Regions from separate parts of the Hordeum vulgare genome. Here region 2 is linked to region 1. A link is a contact called in public Hi-C data. All regions are on one chromosome and are shown on one strand. The core of a region is the stretch at or near the end of the contact, and the rest is flanking DNA. Distances in the headings are between cores, read along the strand shown. Region 1 has its middle 45 kb from the start of LOC123398327. Region 2 holds the start of LOC123398655 (WRKY transcription factor WRKY62-like).

The links. A called contact is a pair of places that touch in the nucleus more often than the background predicts.
Region 2: a Hi-C map of leaf shows a contact between it and region 1, with 4 times the contacts expected there. The contact joins the promoter of LOC123398655 here to the enhancer-like site in region 1. A contact is called at or near these places in 3 of 6 Hi-C or Micro-C datasets (leaf and seedling).

Annotation. Positions count from the first base shown.
Region 1 is chr5H:445,766,367-445,771,120 of MorexV3_pseudomolecules_assembly, reverse strand. No RefSeq gene overlaps it. Among protein-coding and RNA genes, the nearest start is that of LOC123398327, 45 kb to the right of the region's middle. Within about 2 kb of position 1,815, at least 1 of the 3 cell types and tissues checked has open chromatin away from gene starts, as enhancers often do. A contact at or near this core is called in leaf, where this site is marked.
Region 2 is chr5H:445,894,517-445,899,270 of MorexV3_pseudomolecules_assembly, reverse strand. LOC123398655 (WRKY transcription factor WRKY62-like) reads right to left here and starts at 2,873. Exons shown (of 4, transcript XM_045093106.1): 1 at 2,768-2,873; 2 at 2,405-2,668; 3 at 2,167-2,283; 4 at 1,524-2,041. The coding sequence starts at 2,836. The coding sequence ends at 1,679.

The DNA of each region.
Region 1 (4,754 bases), core at 566-3,065:
GTCTCCATCCACATCTAGCCACCCGCTGCTCCCCCGCCGACGGCAAATCATAGTCATCATGCGTTTCTTCTCTAGCAAAGACAAGGGCAAGTTCCCCGTCATCCCTGTCTGCGCGCTCCCGTCGCCAGCGTCTTCCCGTCCGCCTCGCCAGCGGGTCAGCATACGAGTGCACCAGGCGAGGTGGCGTTGAGGGCACCGCGTACTCCTCCCCCCCTACCTCGATGTTACGCTGCCTTATCGTCCCCAACAACGATGACAAAGAGGACGCCTAGGGCAGCGCGTCTCCTCATTTTTAGTTTATTTAATTTTATGTTTAATGTAATGTGGACTATCGCCGGCCTTCCAGGCCGCATTAAATATTTAATTAATGGTTTTCCATATTTTTAAAATATTTACTTATATATTTTTTCAGGTCATCTAAAAATGGGTCGCTCGAGCGCAAGCGCGGACCCAATTGCAAAAGCGGACACAGATGTCCATCGGGCCAACCCAAACGGACAAAATACGGACATAGTGCGCGTCCGTTTGGGTCAGCCGGTTGGAGTTGCTCTTATATCAGTCTCTAACATTCGGACAAGTCGACCGGTCACAAAACATTATCCAGTCAGGTCCTTCATACAGACCTCAAACACCCGGGCTGACCGGCATTCCTCATATCCAACCCTAACATGAGGCGGATATAGGGCAGTCCGGGCACGCCCGCCACGCCGTCCTGACGACGTGGTCCCATGCGGACTCGTCCAAAAACCCAAAGGTCTGACGTGCGCCTCGATCGTTGCCGTGGTGTGAGTGGCGCCGCTCCCACTCGCCGCCCGAGGCCATAGCCGGCTACTTAAGACTGTTTGCATCCCCTAGCCCTAGCAGATTCACATCCTTCCTCCCTTCGTTGTCACTCAATCCCATCGGCCTCCTCCCCCTCCCCCCCCCTTCTCGGCCTCAGTATTGTCCGTTGTAGGATCAGCACCTACGATCGGCTCACATCGGAGTATCGAATGCAGATCGAGGCAGAGATCCAGGCTCACGCGTCGCCTGCATTGCTGGGGGTCTCCCTTAGGACTCGTCGAAAATGGAGGAGGAGGCGGAGCAACCGGAGGAGGAGGTGTCGGGGGCCATGGAGGAGGACGTCCAGAAGAAGGAGGACGCCCGGAGATCCATGCTCTAGGCTTGAACATGGCGAAGGCGGGGGTGGAGTTCGTCGTCGCCCAAGCTGACAAGATGACGGAGCAGCAGGTCATCCTGGATTCTATCCGGGATGAGGCCGAGGTGGAGTCCAATCGTCGGCACATCCGGCAGAGGCAGGCGGGTGCCGACGCCCTTTTCGACGAGCTTGAGGCAAAAATAGCGGCAAAGGAAGCCGCAACGGATCAACCGGAGGCATCGGAGGGGGCGCAGTAGAGGCACCGGAAGGGGCGGAGCTGCACCTGCCGCATATCTATCCATCGTAGGGCACGGAGATCATCTAAATCTCCGACGTAGATAGTTTATACGTAGTATGTAGGTCTATATGTTTGCATGCTTTTATATAAATTTGAAAAATTTAATATAAAATATTCAGATGCATTACTTTTTTTTAGATGTGTCCGGTCAATTCATACGGACACGTTCGGTCACGTCCCCACACGTTTAAAGTATCATTTTTATAAGTTTTGAATGTAGATGCTCTTACGCATCCACGTTAATCATCGCTTCGTTGAAGGAAAATACTCCGTCTGGTCACTCTTCTACTTTACTTCTTGTATTATATTGTAATGTGTACCTAGTAGTATTTCCTATCGCCGCGTCCTTGACCTCGAGTCTGTAGGTTTTGTTTGTGCAAGTGGAGCATTATTGATGGTATACATTTTGCAAGTTGTGACCCGTGAGAGCAACGAGGAGCGAACAAAGACTGGCCGTGACCCATGATAGCAACGAGACCGGACAAGAAAAGAACCGGAAAACTAGAGCACACCTACCTATTTGATGCCTTAAGCCCACAATCCCAAATAATTGTCCATTTTAAAAAAAAGTTTATACTTAGAAAACTCCATATATTGGGGAAAAAAGAGCATCGCAATATAAATAATACAATAAAATATTCATTTGTGTTTCAAAACGTTTTTACATAAAAATATATTTGTGCATATGAAAGCTCATGTATCTTCTCCTCAGTTCCTAAATATAAGTTTTTATAAAGATTTTATTAGGGGGCTAGATACGGAGCAAAATAAATAAATATACATTCTGAAATATGTCTATATACATCCTCTAGTGAAGGCTCTAAAAAGAATTATATTTAGAAACGAAGGGAGTATATCTTCTCCTAGTACCATATTTTATAACACATGCAGCCATGCCACACTAACCAAATTACTTACAGCAATTTATTGCATGCATGTGTGGGTCCTTCATATCTATCCATTTTGTCGAAAAAACTTGTTCTTCAAATAAATGTATCTAGCACCAGGGTCAAGATTGGAACAAGCTTTTTGAAACGGAGGGAGTAGTTTCCTTATCCTATATTTCTTTAACTCTCTTTTAAGTGATAACTCATGACACATTATGTGATTAAAGGTAAGCAACATATTACTAATAATACTAATATTCATATTCACACAATTTTTTATCTAAATAGCTTGCCCTCCCTACCATGTGTTAAGAGTGCATGCAGCTATAGCAGATTAACCAAACTACATGATACCCCACGCGTTGTTGTGGAAATTGGTTGACAACAGTTGATAAAGATGAAATCAGAAGTTAAAATACATATGACTTGTTATATTTGATCATGTATAATTGTAACAATATTTATTGAATATAAGTAGAATGATTAAGTGAAAAACATTTTTTCATGCATGGTCGAATGTTGTGGTGAGTCCCTTCCCATGCATGATTTGCATGTTGAGGTGAGTCTTATCTCATTCATAATTATATGATGAGATGATATGTTTGCATGTTGAGATAAATAAATTATAGGGATGACTCTCTTAGGTATATGGGATTAATTTTAGCAATAAATTACATACATGCATACCTCCTTTCTACCTAGTTTTTTTTCACGACCGGTTTCCAAATAACAGATTTAATTGGAAATCAGCCATTCGTGTCCAGGGTGAAGAAAATATTTCCCACTGACAAACTCAACTTGATGCAGAAAACCAGTAGTACTCAATATATTACAAGTAGAGCGAGGGTCACTCTACAAATTATTACAACACATTCAAGTCTTAGGATAGATGGAAATGTTACAGTGGTCTTAGGGTGACTCTACTGCTCGCGAAAATAAAGGGGACATGTCACATCAGAGTAATGTGACATGACGAGTACTACTACTACGCGTTAAGCCTCAGAGTGAAGCTCAACAATTTATTCGAGGTGGCGGAAGCGGTGCAATAAAACAGCGACGGACTCCAGGATCGCAAGACTGACTCGGACTCCTCTACACATCGGACTCTCTATCGAACTTCTCATCCATGAGGTCTCCTTCATCCATATCTGGCCACAACAACAAGCCAGTGAGTACTTCGAGAAGTACTCGCAAACAGTTTGTACAATGATGAAATGCATGCAGTTGATTTTATTATGCATGGTTAGGATCAAGTTATATTCATAATATAAGTGCAGAAAATAAATAAGTTAGAGGATAAATCAGGCGGTAGTCCTCCCGAGATATCCATAACAGAAAATAAAATAAAATAAGCCACCGTCGGGAGTCTGCGCGACACCACACACAGGGCATGAAATAATTAATAAGCCTCGAACGGGCGTCTCTGCGACACCACAGTAAGGGCATGGATAAAATAAAACAATGTGCCGCAGTCGGGCGTCTCAGTGACACTACATAAAGGGCTTATAAGAATAATAAAAACAATACCACAGTCGGGCGTCTGAGCGACACCACATAAAGTGCTTATAAGAATAAAATTTTAAATATCCAGGAGGTGGAACCGTCCCAAGGATACCCAACAAAGAGAATCATAATGGTTAGTCCAGAATAATAATACACGATATGATAATGTCCTGCATCATCATATGGTGCACCACATCCAATATTATTAATAACACGTATACTCCAAAGACCGACTCTAGGACCGATACTTGACTCGTCAAACAACGTCCTTGACCGGGGACACGGCTACTCGAATAGTTTTGACTCTGCAGAGGGTGTACTCTTTACCCATAGCCCACTGTTTTCAATAGTCAATACGATTAGTTTCCCGTACGACATTTTAGAAGTGGACGCTCAGAATCGTCACAAACCCACTTTACCTCCACGAAGCCCAGATTCACCCGGACTACGCTGCCAAGGTAAAATTATAAGACGGGGAGGCTCCGGCCTCAACTAGCATGGGATCAACAATATTTATATCGTGCACTAACGGGGAGTGCCCTCCCTCCCGGTCCCAGACCAGAAACACCCATGCCCCCTGACCGGATGACTAGATTTATTCCAAGGCCATGGATACCTTCATACCGGCCCCTCTACTTGGTGTGTGACTGATAATAGGTCTACAAATGACTATACCGAACCCATTATCCAGGGAACTGTGGTTGCACGATAAGAAGTACTACACGGACAAGACTCGATCTAGGTCGATACTGGAGTTTACCAAACTTTTATCACCACCATTGTGCTCAATCCATGACAAGGTCATAGCCTATCACATTCCGCGTGACTACACTATTCCACAACCTTTTCATAACTACCACTTGCCATCATCGTATTTTTATTATGGTTGAATATGTATAGCAGGTATGAAATATGCAAGGGCTGAATA
Region 2 (4,754 bases), core at 1,624-4,123, 130 kb before region 1:
ATGTTGTGATTAATTACCAAGACCACCTTAGGAAGCAATTGTGCTTTCAATCCCCCCTTTTTGGTAATTGATGATAACATATAGATCAAAGCTTCGACAAAAGGTATAATCAATCATTAGCATCGACACTTTGAGAAGTACGTGAAAAGCAAGAGCTCCCCCTAAATTTATGTATTATTTTAAATTTGCGTTTCAATGCAAATGCATAATCGATTAGGAACATGAGTTACTCTTCCATGTCACATTGAACTTGGTGGTGCGCATAAACGATATGAATGAATAGTAATGCACATAACACCAAACAAGACGTGAATGATCAACATGTAGATAGCTCAAAACTAATAACGTGGTAGCATCAAACAACCATAGCGTATGATGAAACACACCTCTAAACGGATAAAGTCATCTGGAAGACTAAAAGATTTGAAAAACCAAAAGAGAGCAAATAAAATGCAAAGCTCTCCATCTCGAAGCCCTATTTGATCTATACACTTCTCCCCCTTTGGCAACATGTTACCAAAAAGTTCAAGGTCTAGAACTAAGCGTCTCTCTGGGCACGATCTCCTCGGATAGCTGAAGATGGAGTGGACAAGAGAGCATCGATGAAGGCTTCTGCAGATGTCACTGGAGCTAGAGGTGTAGACACTGAAGGTGCAGGAGCAGGAGCTGAAGCTTGAGCTGATGAAGATTACATTATGTTTAACACCGCCTCCTCCCTCCCGACTCATGGTAATTAATTTCCTTCCTAATTCGCCGTTGATTTCAATTTTCGGAGGTATAGGGACACGCTAATCCAGTTCGCTGAATTCAATTGATTCCATCCCCCCACCACCACATCTATAATTTGGTGTAGGCGCATGCGCTAACTCCCGTAACCGATTCAATCATGTGGTATATCATATTGCTGTTCCTTGATGCATAGCCGGTGCTGCTCAACAATTGATGCAAAAAAATTCTCAGCCTTGTGTGTTATCATGTCATATATGCATCGGGTAGCAAAAAAAGAAAAGAAAAAAGGTTGTGGATAAATTGGCACAATCACAGAAGTCATGGTGTTTAAAGATAGTTTTGGATTTTTATTGAGACCGGACACCCTTAAGTCATGAAGTGATTATGAATTATAGAAGGTTGTTGCACAAAATTCCATGAGCTTTCTCTTGATGGTCCATCTGATGTTGAGGTATATGATCTTGTTACCGAACTGAAGATTCTGAGATTCACTTTGCCAGATCACGTACTCTCTGCTATGGAGATTGTCGAGCATGTCGGAGAAGTTAATATCGTCATTAATTCAAGTCTAATCGATAGTAATAGTTATGTATATATACATATGTATATTCACTGTTGTTATTATGTGACGCCTATATTAAGGGTTCCTCCTTTTCAAAAAATATATATTAAGGGTTCCGAGTTTTAGTTTCGTTTAGGACCCCTAAAATCTCATGACCGACCCTACTTATCCTCGCCTCTGACGGCCATGCCACGGACAGCCACGACGTGCAAGTCTCCTGCTACGTCCTGGCTTGGCCTCTGATCTGCTCTCCTGACTACTCTGTGTTCAAATCGACCGACGATTAGCAAGTTTTAGCTGAATGAGGAATAGAAAACTCGTAAAAACTATAACTTTAATAGAAATTGTGTCGATATTTCTATCCACACCTAAATACTACTTGGCACATTAACTTAGCCGGGCTGGAATAATTTCCAGTATTCTCTCAGCCACCGCATTCGTTAGAGCATGCATGAAATCTGCATCATTCTTGAGCGAATTCACCATCTTCTCCACTAGAAGCTTCTGAAATTCAGGCGTAACAACCTCCCTCCGGATAGTCTCCAGGTCCAGCCTCGATCCTGACCCATGGTTCGTCATATCTTCTAGCCTGATCGTCCGGCCGGACGGGTTAATGGAGACTGAGCACGGCCTGTGGCCTATGGCTATGGACTCGTTGCAGACGAATTCTCTCTCCGGGGATCTAGCGTGGTTGTGCTCGCCCTCGTACGTCGCCACTAGCTTTGACGTGTCCTCCGCGTCTCTCTGCACCTATATGCATATCAAAATTCAGCAAAACCGAAGAATTACATTGGCGGTTTGGCCAACGATTTCCTAAAACCTGGGAGTACGTGATCATGATGGCACTATAGCTAACGGGATAGCACTATTGATACCTTCTTCCTCACGGGGCAAGATGGAGCAAACGCGCAGCGGAAGTAGGATCTTGGGTGCGGGTTGTCGCGCGTCACCTTCTGCCCGTACTTCCTCCACTGGTACCCGTCCTTGACGCTCTGCGCGAGTAGCGAGCAGCAAAGAAAGCACCGTTCATGTCATGCATGGCTCGAGATATGACAGATGATCAACACGGCGTGCGTGGTTGCAATGCCAATTGTCGCAGGATGTTCGACTCACAAGGTTGGCGTCGGTGTCGGCCGGCTCCGCGCGCGCGCAGACCGTCCTGACCTTGGGCCGCGGCTCCACCGTCACGCCGGCGGCCTCCTCCCTCGCTGCATTGGAGGCAGAGCCGCTCGGCGCCCTAGCGCAGGCGACAGCTGACGCTGGCGCCCTCATGAGAGCACGCAGGTCGGGGCGATCGGCGAGTATGGCGCCCAGTGTGCCGGCCAGCCGCCGGTTCTCCTCGCGCACTCGCCTCAGCTTCTCTTCGAGACCCTCAGCCTGCTCCGCGTTCAAGAACGCAGTGATCAGCAACGACTGCAGCTACAAACGAAAAAACAATACATGGAGATCATCAATGAGGGGGGATCATGGACCGACCGTCGGGGAGCCGGCGGAGAGCGGCAGAAGCCCGGCGCTGTTGGTCGGACATGACGAACCGTCGTCCATGGCCTCAGCAACACTGCACCAGGCGTCGATATATACGGCCTTGTATAGGCACGTTGCAGAATGCGAATAAACGATTGATCGGTGCCGTGGGGATGCCCTAGACCCTGTAAGTAGATCGATTGATGCAGTACGTGCAGGTACATGTTCGTTCGCTCTCATGTTTTGCCTCTTCGATCCATTGACTTGACCGATGAACGAAAGCGACCGATTTGCTCACCACCAGGTGCACGCATGTGAGCATGTCATCCCCTAGCGTCACTGCCTAACGTCCTCTGTGACGCATTTTTTTCTACGTCAGGAAGAGGACGGCGGATAGCGTACTAGAGCTGCACACACACACACACGTACGCATGTTGCGGGTGACGACGTCGTATTCGATGTAGCTTTGTGTGAAGTGGTTATTTCGTTTAGTCGCGTCCTTGACCTCAAGGTTTCTTATGGAGTAGGTTGTTTGCACGAGAGAACATTCAGACAAATTCATCTTTTTGTTTTTTATTTGACTGCTAATGCACTCGCTGTCCATCTCAACTTAACTATATGTCCGTAGCCAGCACACGAGGTGTTGTTCTTTTTCGTGCAAGTGGAGCATTATTGCTTATCACTGATTTTGCAAGTGGACGAAGACTGGTACCGTTAGAGCAGCGAAGACTTGACGACGACGGAGAAGATGTAAACTAAAGCTCGAACCCATGTCCAGAGAACCTAAATGCTACGGTAGATTTCTGAAAAGGTAAGAAAAATACCTAGAAGCTAGGGTAAATCCTCCCATTCTACCCTTGAATAGACCCCATTCCGTCAAAAGCATGCATCGATGCTGGGTAAATAACATGTGCTTTTTCTTTCCCACATTTTCAAGAATTTTATTTTTACATTTTTTAATTTTTGAATCCAGTTAATGTTACCTTTTAAACTATTTGGTATGCCTGTTTGGCTTTAATTTTCACTTTTCTTTCTATCTGTGGGGAAATAAGTGAATATATTTTAAAATTGCATGCGCATATACCCACACTTGAAGGAACAACCTTTTGAATCTTCTTATAGGTGTAGAACTATTTTCCAAAAAATAGGAACATATTTTTCAAAATAATATAAGATGAATATTTATTACACATATCTATTAGAAAATTAAGTGCATGAACATTTTCTACTTTTCCGCAATATATGTTCTTCTTTCGATTAAGAATATGACGTTCGAAGAATAGTCATAGTGAATCAACCCAAACTCGTTTGTTATACTTTGAGATACAATCGCCGCATGTCAATTGTTATAACATGGAGAGTTAACGTATGCTTTAGTTCCTTAGACCATGCGAGTATCGTAGTCTCTTCGAACCATACAACAGACTTTTGGTCATCTGTAACACGGAGATCATAACGACAACTTACAGGCTCATCGGGAAGTCTGGCAAGGGGTTAGATAGGTCAAGAGTGGGATTTTCTCCTCCGGCGATGGAGAGATATTCTTAGAGCTGCTCGGTGTGATGACATACACCATCATGTGGCTAGACACAGGTGACTAGGTCAAAGGGATGTCGGGACAGGTCAACGGGAAGGAAGAACAAAACCGGCAGCGAGGAGACTGGTATAGTGGGCATTATAATGACTCAAAAAAATACCGATATATCCCACCTCGGGTTTTGTGAAGTATAGCAAAGAAAAGGGAATAGCACATGATAACCAATGGTTCACCCGAATGTCATTTGTGTAGTCATAGGGATTGATATGCATGGCCATGGTTCCGCCATCGATCATTCAATTAAAGTGTTTTGTCCATGTCTATATTTTACCAAACCTACGGGGTGACAAGTTTAAGGGAATCACGATCTGTTGAGTGTTAGTGGAGCAAGAGTTATGATAAAATAATTATGAAATAGTTTCATTAATATTCAAAATAGTTTCGAGATGCCCAGAAGCGTTT